Regions from separate parts of the Xenopus laevis genome. Here region 2 is linked to region 1. Evidence: chromatin contacts called from public Hi-C data. All regions are on one chromosome and are shown on one strand. Each heading gives the region's core, a stretch centred on a gene start, on an enhancer-like site or on the middle of the called end of the contact. The rest is flanking DNA. Distances are from core to core; before and after follow the strand shown.

What was found. Hi-C and Micro-C count contacts between places; a contact is called where the count stands out from the background.
Region 2: a Hi-C map of the XTC cell line shows a contact between it and region 1, with 5 times the contacts expected there. The contact joins two enhancer-like sites. A contact is called at or near these places in 2 of 4 Hi-C or Micro-C datasets (the XL177 cell line and the XTC cell line).

Annotation. Positions count from the first base shown.
Region 1 is chr9_10L:59,645,295-59,651,499 of Xenopus_laevis_v10.1, forward strand. The region is part of intron 2 of igfbp5.L (insulin like growth factor binding protein 5 L homeolog); the gene reads right to left. Among protein-coding and RNA genes, the nearest start is that of igfbp5.L, 6.7 kb to the right of the region's middle. Within about 2 kb of position 2,472, at least 1 of the 7 cell types and tissues checked has an H3K27ac peak or open chromatin away from gene starts, as enhancers often do.
Region 2 is chr9_10L:60,276,878-60,283,082 of Xenopus_laevis_v10.1, forward strand. No RefSeq gene overlaps it. Among protein-coding and RNA genes, the nearest start is that of LOC108701264, 230 kb to the right of the region's middle. Within about 2 kb of position 3,089, at least 1 of the 7 cell types and tissues checked has an H3K27ac peak or open chromatin away from gene starts, as enhancers often do.

The sequences.
Region 1 (6,205 bases), core at 1,222-3,721:
ATTACGGACTTGGCTATGTTTTCTGTGCTAGCCCTTTAAATGCCCATACACCTTCTTTGTGTATGCACACATATGTCTAATGGGAACATTAAGAGCTGAATCTATAATTATTAGCCTGTGGTTTTGTTCCCCTCGGGCCCAGCCTTTGTCAGGGGAATTCCCACAAGCAGGTTAAAGGCTCATTTATGAACACAAGAACCATTCAGAAAAGTACTGGCCCCCCATGCAATCTGCGGCCTGCTCTAATAAATAATGCACTGAACTTTGGAATCTCTGTCGGCCTAGACCTGGCATTAATACCAGGGATCACTTAGCAGGTTGCACCACCTTTGTTAACACCCCTATAATCTAACTAAGTCTGCGGACAAGGGTCCAGATTAAAGGCAATGCAGCGGCAGTCATGATTCAGCTTTTCTGCCGATAATAAAAATCACAGCGTAGTGTGACCCAGATCCCAGGGGCAAATCACATTATAAAAGAATTTCGGATTCACTCCATTGCTGTGCAAATAAGAAGACGGTTCCTAAAAACCACAGCTGATCCTCGATTACACAAACGTGACAGACCGCAGGGCTGTTACGACGTTTCGCTCTTTCTATGAGTCACACACAGTCCTTCCCTTGTTCCCAGCCTGGCCTCTGGCTGCAATTACGTGTCCCAGAGCAGAGACCTTGCAGGACTCACATAAACGGGGCTTTTAGAGCATGGAGCTTGGAATATCCAAACTGGATCTTCCCTTTTGGCTGTTAGTCTCTGACACAGCTGGTAGCTGGCACGGAGCTTGCCAAAATATTCCATACAAGATTGCATGAATATGCGGAGGGGGGCATATTATCCCTGCATTATCTCCAAGATTAATGCAGGGATATTACCTGAAATACTTTTGCTGTGGTTGAATAATAACCCCCTTCATCTGCTGACAACCACTGGTTGCTGGGAGTTGTAACATAGCCAGTGATGAAAATGCCACAATTTATAAAGATCTAGCTGGCTCTCATTCAGTGGCCTCTAAGGCTGCCACCTCACGCTCTTCAAACTAAACATTGGATCCATAGGCTGATTTGCTATTAAACATATATCTTCAAGTGCATTCTGAATAAACCAGTGCAGTTTGCAGCATGCAGGCATCATCTGCTCACCCAGACAGTTTTTCACACTTAGGTGCTGATGTTGACACTCACTTGTCCATAGGCGACTGTTATTCACCCTTTGGGTATATAATACTCATGGGAAAGCTGTCCCAATAACACCATGACTGGCACATTTTAAAGGTGGCCTGTGGGTTCTTTCTAGAGCTCACGCCTCACCCACAGCATCTTTATTTTCACAGAAGCCTCAACGGATCAGTCGTAGGGCTGTTGTAGGGTTTTATCACATGCTCTCATATAACTCCATTAGTATTTACTCTGGGAAGGAACTGGGGCATAGCAGGTAGAGATGGTGCCTATAGTAGCAATGGGATAATAGTCTCTGGGAAGGGGCTGTGGAATAACAGGTATAGTAGGGAAAGATTGGGCCCTATAATAGCAGTGGGGATAATAATCTTTTGGAAAAGGCTGTGGGATAGAAGGTATAGTAGGGAGAGATGGTGCCTATAGTAGCAGTAGGGATACTAGTCCCTGGGAAGGGACTGTGACTGTGGGATAGCAGGTATAGCAGGTAGAGATGGTGCCTATAGTAGCAATGGGATAATAGTCTCTGGGAAGGGGCTGTGGAATAACAGGTATAGTAGGGAAAGATTGGGCCCTATAATAGCAGTGGGGATAATAATCTTTTGGAAAAGGCTGTGGGATAGAAGGTATAGTAGGGAGAGATGGTGCCTATAGTAGCAGTAGGGATACTAGTCCCTGGGAAGGGACTGTGACTGTGGGATAGCAGGTATAGTAGGGAGAGATGGTACCTATAGTAGCAGTGGGGATAATATTCTTTGGGAAAAGGCTGTGGGATAGCAGGTATAGTAGGGAGAGATGGTGCCTATAGTAGCAGTAGGGATACTAGTCTCTGGGAAGGGACTGTGGCTGAGGGATAGCAGGTATAGTAGGGAGAGATGGTGCCTATAGTAGCAGTGGGATAATAGTCTCTGGGAAGGGACTGTGGGATAGCAGGTATAGTAGAGAGAGATGGTGCCTATAGTAGCAATGGGATAATAGCCTCTGGGAAGGGACTGTGACTGTAGGATAGCAGGTATAGTAGGGAGAGATGGTGCCTATAGTAGCAGAGGGATAATAGTCTCTGGGAAGGGACTGTGACTGTGGGATAGCAGGTATAGTAGGGAGAGATGGGGCCTATTGTACCTGCGGGATAGTAGTCTTTGGGAAATCCCTGCACCTCCTAAGAGTTAAATGCCAAACAGTCCAACTTTATGGTTCCCACAAACTGTGGCCCCATTGAAGGGGGGGGGGGATTTAGGAAGGCCTGGGCCTTAGTCAGTTGTCAGGCTGTGTAGGAGGAATGCACTGTATGGGAGGCTGCAGAGACTTATTATCAGCAGTGGGATTTAAATAGCCTGGGTAAGTGCTCGGGGTCAGGGGGATAAAAACAAACAGTGAACTCTGTAGCTCAGTGAATACCCTTGTTTCACCATAGATATCAGCTGTGGAAACACAGCCCTTCCCCATATCTCTGCTCCACTGACCTTTCCAAACAAAACCTCCCCCAACTGCCCATTCTGCACACACACCTGCTCTGTTCCTCCTTCCCCCACCTACAAGCCCCTTGGGGGAAAGGGTTTTTAACAAGTTCACAACCACAGGGGTCAGTAATGGAATCTGTACACTAGGTGCCCAACTAACATCTCTCCAACAGTTTCCACCTTGGCTTCTTTATAGCTGAACACATATGAAATGCCTTATTAGCCATTGAAGGGGTGGTTCACCTTTAAGTTAACTTTTAGTATATTATAGAATGGCTTAATTCTAAGCAACATTTTTCCATTGGCCTTTATTTATTCTTTTTTTTATAGTTTTTGAATTATTTGCCTTCTTCTTCTGACTCTTTCCAGCTTTCACTGACCCCATCTAAAAAATAAATGCTCAGTAAAGCTACAAATGTATTGCTGTTGCTACTTTGTATTACTTCATCGTTCTATTCTGACCCTCTACTATTCAAATTCCAGCCTGCTATTCAAATCAATGTATGGTTGCTAGGGGAATTTGGACCCTAGCAACCAGATTGCTGAAATTGCAAACTGGAGAGCTGCTGAATAAAAAGCTAAATAACTAAAAAAAAAACAAATAAAAAATTAAAACCAATTGCAAATTGTCTCAGAATATAACTCTCTACATCAAGTGAATTTAAAGGTGAACAACCCCTTTAATGTAAAAGTGTGCTGCGGACTGCACTGGACTTTGTGCATGCCTGTCAAATCCATTATAACTATAGCTAATTTGCCATTTAATATGGGTGTTTTACACTTTTGGGTGCCGTGCCAAATCTGTGGCCCTTCAGGTGTTGTTAAACTACAATTGCCAGAATTTCAGCTGCTAGAATCCTTTATAGCCGCCACTGCTGAATACATTACTAAGGAAAGTGACCAAGCAGAATGGTTATCTTGTGTGCCAACAGCTGGTCATATCCGTCCTTTAACTGGCAAAAGATCCATCTGCACCCAGGCACGGATGTGCCCAAAATAGCAGATTGTAACCCTGCCTTCAGGACAAGCAGACGGAGCACAGGTGATTAGATATGTCCCAGTGTCATTGTGCTGCCCACTGAGATTTGCCCCTGGCTCTGGTGGGGAGGGATATAAGATGTATACCTTTCTTCAGGGCATATGGGTCCTCTGATTTATTCATGCTCCTGCCTGTTAGTAATTGCTGGGGGCCTAGAAAAGCTTTGCCCTGCAAAGCAGTGTTTTCTAAATGAAAGAATCCTGGGTGCCAGGGACCCTGGGGTGTGACTTGAGAGTAGGGGTGCCACCTTTTCTGGAAAAAAATACCGGACTTCCTATATATTTATGTTTTTTCCCTATTAATAACATTGGGATCAACCATAATATTTACCGGCCAGGTGGCAACCCTACTTGAGAGGCTGCACAGGGTGCAATGTATAAAAGCTCGGGGGCAGGCACCCTCACCCAGCTGTACATACATTAGAAACTCACCACTTACAAGATAAGCTATTTTGTCCAGAAGGTGGTCATACATGGGCTAAGCAGGCATGGATCAGGGAAATTATTAGGCCTTATAACACTAACATATAAAAGAGCCTCAGATAGGGCATCCTATGCATGCTGTTCCCCCAGCAGTCTGACACTGCAGAATTACATGCATGTGTATGATATCACAAGCCGACTATGATTGGGGCCCCCAGTGCGAGTCTCCCTGCCATACCCGGACTTAAGTTTCAAAAGCAGCACGAGCCCATTGTCATGGCTTTATAGGCCTTGCTCCCAGGCTGTGTTTGAAGTGCCATAACACAGGATGTCTAGGACTTTGCAGGATTCACTTACAGACCCAGGATATTAATGTTGCGCAGCTGTGCTCCTGCAGGTGTACCGTCTGCCTTTAACTCTTCACTCCTCGTTATCTTTCCTTTCTATTTGTCAAATGTTTTTCTTTAGCGTCAACCCCCTCCGAGCATCTCTGAAGGGGTTAGAGGCTCAGCTTGGAGATTCAGCTATTGCCCTTATAGCTGGCTACACACTTCATCTTCTCCCATGACCTTCCTGTTGTGTTACAAGCTGTCAGAAAGGAGCAGGCCCTTCCGCCCCCTACATCATAGCCTGGGAAAGACAACACATTTTGCAAATGAAACCGTGTCCCCACCCCCTTATATTTTTGGGCTCCCAGCAGCCACTGGGTTTAAGGTCTCTGTTGTTATTCCCCTGCCACGAAGCAGCCAGTGGGAATTAAGGAATAAAATAACCAGGTACCTGTTATTGTTGCACCGATACTAATCTGTTCCTAATATGTTCAAGGTTCTCTTTATCTCCTGTAGGCTAAAATGCAATGGGTGGATATATCAGTGCAGCTGAATTGGAACGATTTATGGAATTAATGGTGTATAGCCAAACCTCTCACTCTTTAGGGCTGTTAGTATAATATAATACAGAACAATTCAACCTGCAGTTGCTCTCTGAGCATTGGGTAATGTAGTCTAAAGGTAAGTGCACATGTAGCTTTTAACAGGCCACTGTGCTGACTGTCACTGACATGAAAGAAACCGCCAGTGACAGCTGGGATTTTCGCCCATGCCTGGCACTTTACATTCATGTGATTGACCGGTAGTGAAGAAATTATATGGGGGCTACAGACTTAAAGGAGACATATAGGATAAATGAAGAAACCCTAATTTTATAGTCAATTATAAGTAATATATGGTGTTGCTTTTACATGGTGCTAAAAATTTACATTATCTTTAAAAACAGCCCCTTTATTAGAACTCCCGATAGATATTCACTCGTCCCTGTTACAAATGAGGGGTGGGCGTGTCCTAGTGGTGAGTATATGAGTATAATGCACTGGTACATTTATTTATTTATTTATTTATTTATTTTTTCACACACGTCTCCTTGAACAGCCCAGGTCTGCTGTTGGACAGTCCTGTTTAAATTAATCATTACACCTTGCCTTCCTCCTTTGATAATATAACCCAACTTGGAGTCTCCTACTTGTGCCTCTTGCAGACCTGCCCACTTTCTTTTCTTGCCAGCGAGTGACTAACTTGTTCTTCTGACTAATCCCCCCCCCCATGCTAAGGAGGGAACCACCTGAGTTAATGACTGACCCCTCTAAATTAGTGAGTCCAACACCTGTGCCTCTGACTGATGCCCCCCTTTCTGTCTATACTATTGCATAACTTACCTGTTGTATAGTCTGCCCAGTGATCCACCTGTTCTACAGTCTCACACCCCTCTTCTCATGATATATAATAACCCACCTGTTCTGTGGTCTGACCCCAATTCCCTGTGCCATATAGTGATCCATCTGTTCAATGGCCTGACCCCTATTCCCTATGCCAAACAGTGAGCCATCACCTGTGCTGATGAGCTACTGTCTAACTCCTGTATATTGAATGAACCCCCCCCCCATCCTGATATGGGAATCTTGCAGGGGGTGGTGGAACTTATAGTACAATAAACTGGAAGCCACAGGTTCAACATACACTTTTGCACTGCACTTTGCATGTATTGATAAATTATATTCACATGCTAACATCAGTCAATCCAAACTGAATTCATTTATTTTATAAAGGTAGTGGGTTC
Region 2 (6,205 bases), core at 1,839-4,338, 630 kb after region 1:
ATACCGTACAGACTGCCACTTGATCTCCCCAGGGCATAGGTGAAGTGAAATGAGCCTTGAGTCTTGGGGCATTGCCTTCATTGAAGGCACAATTTATAGCCAATGGTGCTGTTTTCTTGCACCCCTCTTGGCACTGCTCCCCTATATTTCAGGGAAGAGGGTGATGTGTATGGTGATTTTATTCAACTTACATAGTTGAACCTTCTCTTTCTCTTACAGAGTCCCTGATTTACAAAGTATTGCTTCTTTTCAGGTACCGGGGGTGGGAGTACCTTTCATGGCACAAAATGTGAAGGCACCTGCAATTCTCCTGTGTATCCTGTTAGCCTGAGAAACTTCGGTTACATGATAAAGCCAGCGCTGACTCAGCAGAGAAGATTGTTAGTCGTGGAGCAGCACCGCCCTCTAGAGCTTGCAGTCAGAATTACATTTGTCCCACTATGCAAGCAGTAGGCCAGGAGAAAAAATTTAATGGGCAATGCTTGTCCCACTGGCATCACTGAATAGAAAATGTTGTTTAGTAAAGCTATGGGCACACAGATCTGCCCATTACCCCTGCTCCATTGGTCACACATGGGCTGAGATCAGCCCAAATACGCAGGCTGAAAACGTCCTGTATGGCCATAGCTTCAAGTCCCTTAATGCTTATTTATGAGCAATTAAAATATATAATGGATGTTTTACTGTATGATATTGTAGATTTCAAACAGCATTCCCTTCAGTGGTCCATATGTAGCTCAATAAGTAACATTTTACATTGTAAGCTCCATTATGCTGGACCCTCTTTACCCCCTTTATCAACCAGTGCTTGTATGTAATTTGTATATTTTATACATCCTTCCATGGTTCAGTCCTACAGAATATGCTGGCACATTATAAATATGTAATAACAATAACATTATACACAAAAGCCATGACAAGCCTGTAAATGATATCCTTATAAACGGTGACTAGTGATGTCATCGATTATAAACGGTGACTAGTGATGTCAATTTTGTCACATGACTCACTAAAACTTGTGTATTATAATAAATAAAGTACCCCTTGTTGGAAAATATGAGGATATTAGAAGTAACCTCTGAGTTCCATGTCCATATAAAAGCACAAGGCCGAAGTGACTTATAATATCCTTATATTTTACAATAGGGGGTACTTTATTCACTATATTAAATAGTTGAGGCTGTAATATCCTTATATGTTATAGTAGGAGGTAATGATTGCCTGTGTCTATTAATTATGTCTGTGGCAGTGATCCAGGGCTCTGCCACCAAAAGACGTGTGTGCTGGGGACGTTGTTCCTGCCTTGGCACACTGAATCATCTCTGCCACTCCATAAAGTAGACTTATTTACTGTAATTAGCTTGCTGCAAGCAGCTGCCTCGCCAACCCACCAGAACACACTGACTCAATCTCAGACATTTAAACCCATTTCCAAACCTCAGGGACATGGTGGGATACTGAGTATTCTTGGAAGCAACTTGGGGAGGGGTCATTGTGCCACTTGTGTGATATTGCATGCATCAGTTCCTGGAAACAAAGCTTGCATGAAGTACAGACAACAACACTGTGCACTAGTTGCATTGTTCTGATCTATTGATCTTGCACATTCCTCCGCATTCTGGTACAGTGGGATGTCACTTTCATCAACTTTTTCAGCAGAAAATGAAGGGGAGTTCATGTGGCATCTAAGCAGCAGCTCCACCAGCTATGAAACTCTAAAACCCTTCAACATGTTAAGTATAGACCTGCTATTCAAGATGTGCTCAGCTCATCTGTACAGTATGTCTTTCAGAGTTCCAGCCCCAGAATGAACAGATGGTTTCCATAAGAGTTTTAGCCTCAGTTTCTTCAGGTTCTTCTTGTTGTTAGGTGGTCAACCATGGGGCACCTTGAACATTTTAAACATCTTAATTTTCTACTGCCTAGTTAGTAGCTTAGGTACTTGCCTTGACAGAGACCATAATACTCTTTTTACTCTCTTAGGCAAAAACCAAAAGATGGAATCCTTACATTTATAGATATAGGGGGCCCAGAGGCGTGTAGATCATTTACATCAGGAAACCATAGTACTGGAGCCTGAGAGGGGTATCACTTCACTGGGGGAATATAATGGAAGAAGGATCTCTACCAGTGGCTGTTGAGAATGATAATCTATGGTACCTGTAAGCTTCCTTCCTTCACTTCCCACCAGGCCCGGACTGGCAATCTGTGGGTTCTGGCAAATGCCAGAGGGGCTGCTATAAGGTGCCATAGAAAGTCACTATTTAGAGGGCTGATGGGGGCTGTTTGGGCCTCTGTGTACTTGAAATGTACCAGGGCCTATTTTAATTCTCAGTCCGGACCTGCTTCCCACCCAGCCCTGGCTTTGCTGTATAAAGGCAAAAGTCTGCTGTCTCTGTGGGAAACAGGTCTGAACATTACTGAATTTAGATGAGAAACACATGAGAAATAGCCAAACATGGGACATTTTCATTAGAAAGCATATTAACTGAAGCCAGTCACAAGCAATATGAAAGCTAATGGGCACCAAACAGTGTCACTGTCCTTCAGTAAACAATTCATATATCACTTATACCAGCTGCAAAGAAATCATGCACAGCATCCATAGATTGGGAGGCAAAGGGTTACTCTACCGGAGGAAAAAAGGTCCCTTTTGTATTTCAGCTGAAACAGTTTAATGAGAAAATAAAGATAAAAATAGCCTGCTGGGGGGGCCAGGGGCAGATGGAGGAAAGAAGAGATTAATAGGCTTTTTGCGGGTTTTACACCTCATGCAATCAGGGCTGGAGCGGAGGAGCAGCCCAAATGCCTCTCTTTCCTTACTTTGTTCTCTTATATATATTTCCCAACCAAGCCTGGTGATATGTTTGCCCAAAAATCTGAAAAAAAACAAGTTCCCTTAACTTTTTAAATAGTTTTATAAAAAGCAAGCAAATCATGCCGGAACTAGGGGTGCTTGGGGGGAACCACCAGGCAAGTACCTCACATGCAGCCTACCCCTAGTCCGGCAATTGTTACCTAAGTGAAAAGTGGGTGCGCTCTCTGAAGTCAAAGTGCGTCCTCGGTTGCGCACAGTAATGCACGCGCGCCCCCGGTTGCGCACGGTTACGCACGCGCGTCCCCGGTTGCGCGCGGTTGCGCGCTGCTGCGGCTGGGGCCGAAGTGGCCGGCCGGGTTGCCTGCAGCGCCTGGCTGGGCCGGCACTGAGATGCCATATAAAACAAAGAAATTGTCACTCATATATTCTTATTTGCATTGTGCAAAGCCAGAAATACATGCTTCCCTTGTCCTTTAATTACACATCCTATTCAGCTGTTATAATGTTTAATGATAATCACCAGCCGTTAAAGAAAATAATGCTTCCTGTAATGCAATGCCCCATTTTCACTGATATCATTGATATACTACAGATGTTTTCAGTAAAAATGGAGATCTCTGCCACCTTAGAGGGGAAGGTGGAATAATTGCAGCTGCATTTTATTATGCAAGGACATCTGTGTTCCTCCACCATCTCCCAGCAGCACATTGCTTTGCTACAGTCACATCGGTAAAATGGGATTATAACTGGGTTCCAGTTTTGGTGCTAGGGGATTGAGAGATTGGCAGGGATCAGTGACTCTAATGTTTCTTCCCCTCTGCTGTCCCCTTCTTTCTGTCCTTGCCATTATACTCTAGCCAGTAGCAGAGGGAATTCCGTCTGGCTGTATTTACCTTTCTAAGGCTTAACTTTAATTTACAATTATAGTCCTAGAAAATTGTAATCCTGTTTTCTTGACATTCTAGCAAAGATTATAGTCTTAAAGGGGTTGTTCACCTTTGAGTTAACGTTTAGTATAGCGTAGAGAGTAATATTTTGAGACAATTTGCAGTTACTTTTTTATTATTCGTTGTTTTTGAATTTAGTTTTTTTTATTCAGCAGCTTTCCAGTTTGCAATTTCAGCAATCTTGTTGCTAGGGTTCCTAGGCAGGCAGAATACAAAACTGGGTCAAACCAGGAGATCAATCAGTAGTAATAAGAATAAGCGAAGTTGGATATCAGGCAAGAGTCAGGATACAGAAGTCAGAATCGTCAGGAGCAGGCAGGGGTCACAAAAGGTTGTCAAAATCACAGATAATCATAAGCTCAAATAGTACAGAAGCACCAGGAACAAGATCCTATAACGGGCAACTAGAAAATATAGAATATCCCTTTAAATCCATTTGAATTTCGCGCCATTGTGCGCTGGCGTCAACACATCAGCGCACATGCGCCTATAAAAGAAGGAGACGTGAGGCGTGCACGCCCTAAGGCCCCAGATCTACAGAGGAGCGGCAGCACGGCGAGCGTCCCCGCCGAGGAAGCGCCCGGCGTCCCGGCCGACCACCAGGGTGAGAAGACACTGTTACACCTCCATTTGAAAGCTGGAAAAAGTAAGAAGATAAAGGCAGATAAATCAAAACCTAACATAAATAAATAAATAAGTAATGAAGACCAATTGAAAAGTTGCTTAGAATTAGCCATTCTATTAGCCAATTGTTTGGGGTCAGAGCCCATGTCCTAATAAAGGCATTTTAACAAAAGAAACCATTGACTGGTGCCGTCAATAACTAATATAGAATTAGCCATTCTATAACATACTAAAAGCTCACTTAAAAGTGAACCACCCCTTTAAACCCTCATTTCCAACCATATTGCACTGCTATGGGAAAATCATGAAGATTAACTTATAATGAAGTTTTATAGGTATTTAGAAGAACAGTCATTGGCTCTCCATATTCATATTTTCCAACAGATTCTTCTCCCTCCCTGCTTTCCCCTTGTTTCCATCCTTGTCATTACACCAGTGAGTAACAGGGGATGTTGCTTCTGGGCATATTTACTTGGCTAAAGCTTTACTTCAATTTACAATTACATTCCTAGAAAGCCATAATCCCTTTTAGTTGACATTCTAGCAAAGATTATAATAAGAGCGACTAAACTGCTATGAAGGGTTACACACAGTACATCACCTGTGAAACATTACTTTTCCACCATTCATTCATATTGCATCAGAGAAAGTTGAAATGAGACATTTCACAAGAAAGGTAGAGAGAAGGAACGTAGGAAAATACAAGCAAAACCACAGCTCTTTATCAATGAAATGTAAACAGAAACTCTTACTGTATGTACAGAAAAAGATCTATTTTAAGCCCCTATGGAAAATAAGAAACACTGTTTGTTGACAGTTCCCCTTTAAGCCCTTGTGCAAACATAAGCCAAATCTAAACTTACTGTAATTTTATTTGTACTTTACACTAAAAGCTTCTTCCCAGGATTTTTGTACTGATGTGTGTTACTCAACAAAACCTAATTTTTCCCCTGAACACAAAACCTGTAATTTCTGGTCAGTTTCTGTGCCGTTTGGAAGAAGAATGGAGTTTCCTGTCGGATAGAAACCATGTTTTGATGTAATTACAGAATTACGTGAATGCGTTTTCTTTTTCAGAAAAATTAGTTAATGGGCTTAGCAAGAACCTGAAGGCAGAATTGGAATGTGTCTCTGGCCTTTATAGTTCTTAGGAAGAGTTTTATACCACTTGCTTTAAATTGGTCTCATCAAAATACAACAGTTAAAACATATCAACCTGAAAATGACTTCATTTATTCCTCTGTTTTTCCCAATAAGTCTAACGAAGCTTTTCAGCCAAATCAGTCTCAGTTTAGTTTGGGGTTTTCGTCATTGTTGTGCATGCATCAATGGACATGAAGAGGTCTGGTGCCTTTGGCAGAACTAGACCAAAATACAGCCCTGGGTTGCACCACAACATTTTCTTCAGTTTTGTGATTTTTCCATTAAATTGTTTAGTTTGTGTAGTGAGCTAAAAGGGCCCAACCTGAAGGCCATTTAGAGTGAGATTTGGGGTGAACATGTATTTGTGACCTGGTATCCCTGGCACTATAGCAGAGCCAGAGTGACTGTTACCCCAATGTTTCTGTATATCTGTAACCTTGTTATGAGCTAAGGAGGCCCAACCTGAAGGTTAGTTAGGGTGAAATTTCGGGCGGGTATTTACAGGGATGATTCTGTGCTCAGGGCCCCTCTGTGCTCACTTTTTTGGCGCCAGAGGGGTTCCACGATAATAGCGCAGAAAGCACATTGCGCTCTCTGCAATACAAAAGCTGAATTTCTGGTTTGAAATCCATGGTCCTGGGTACCCCTGGAACTATAGCAAGGATACCGATAC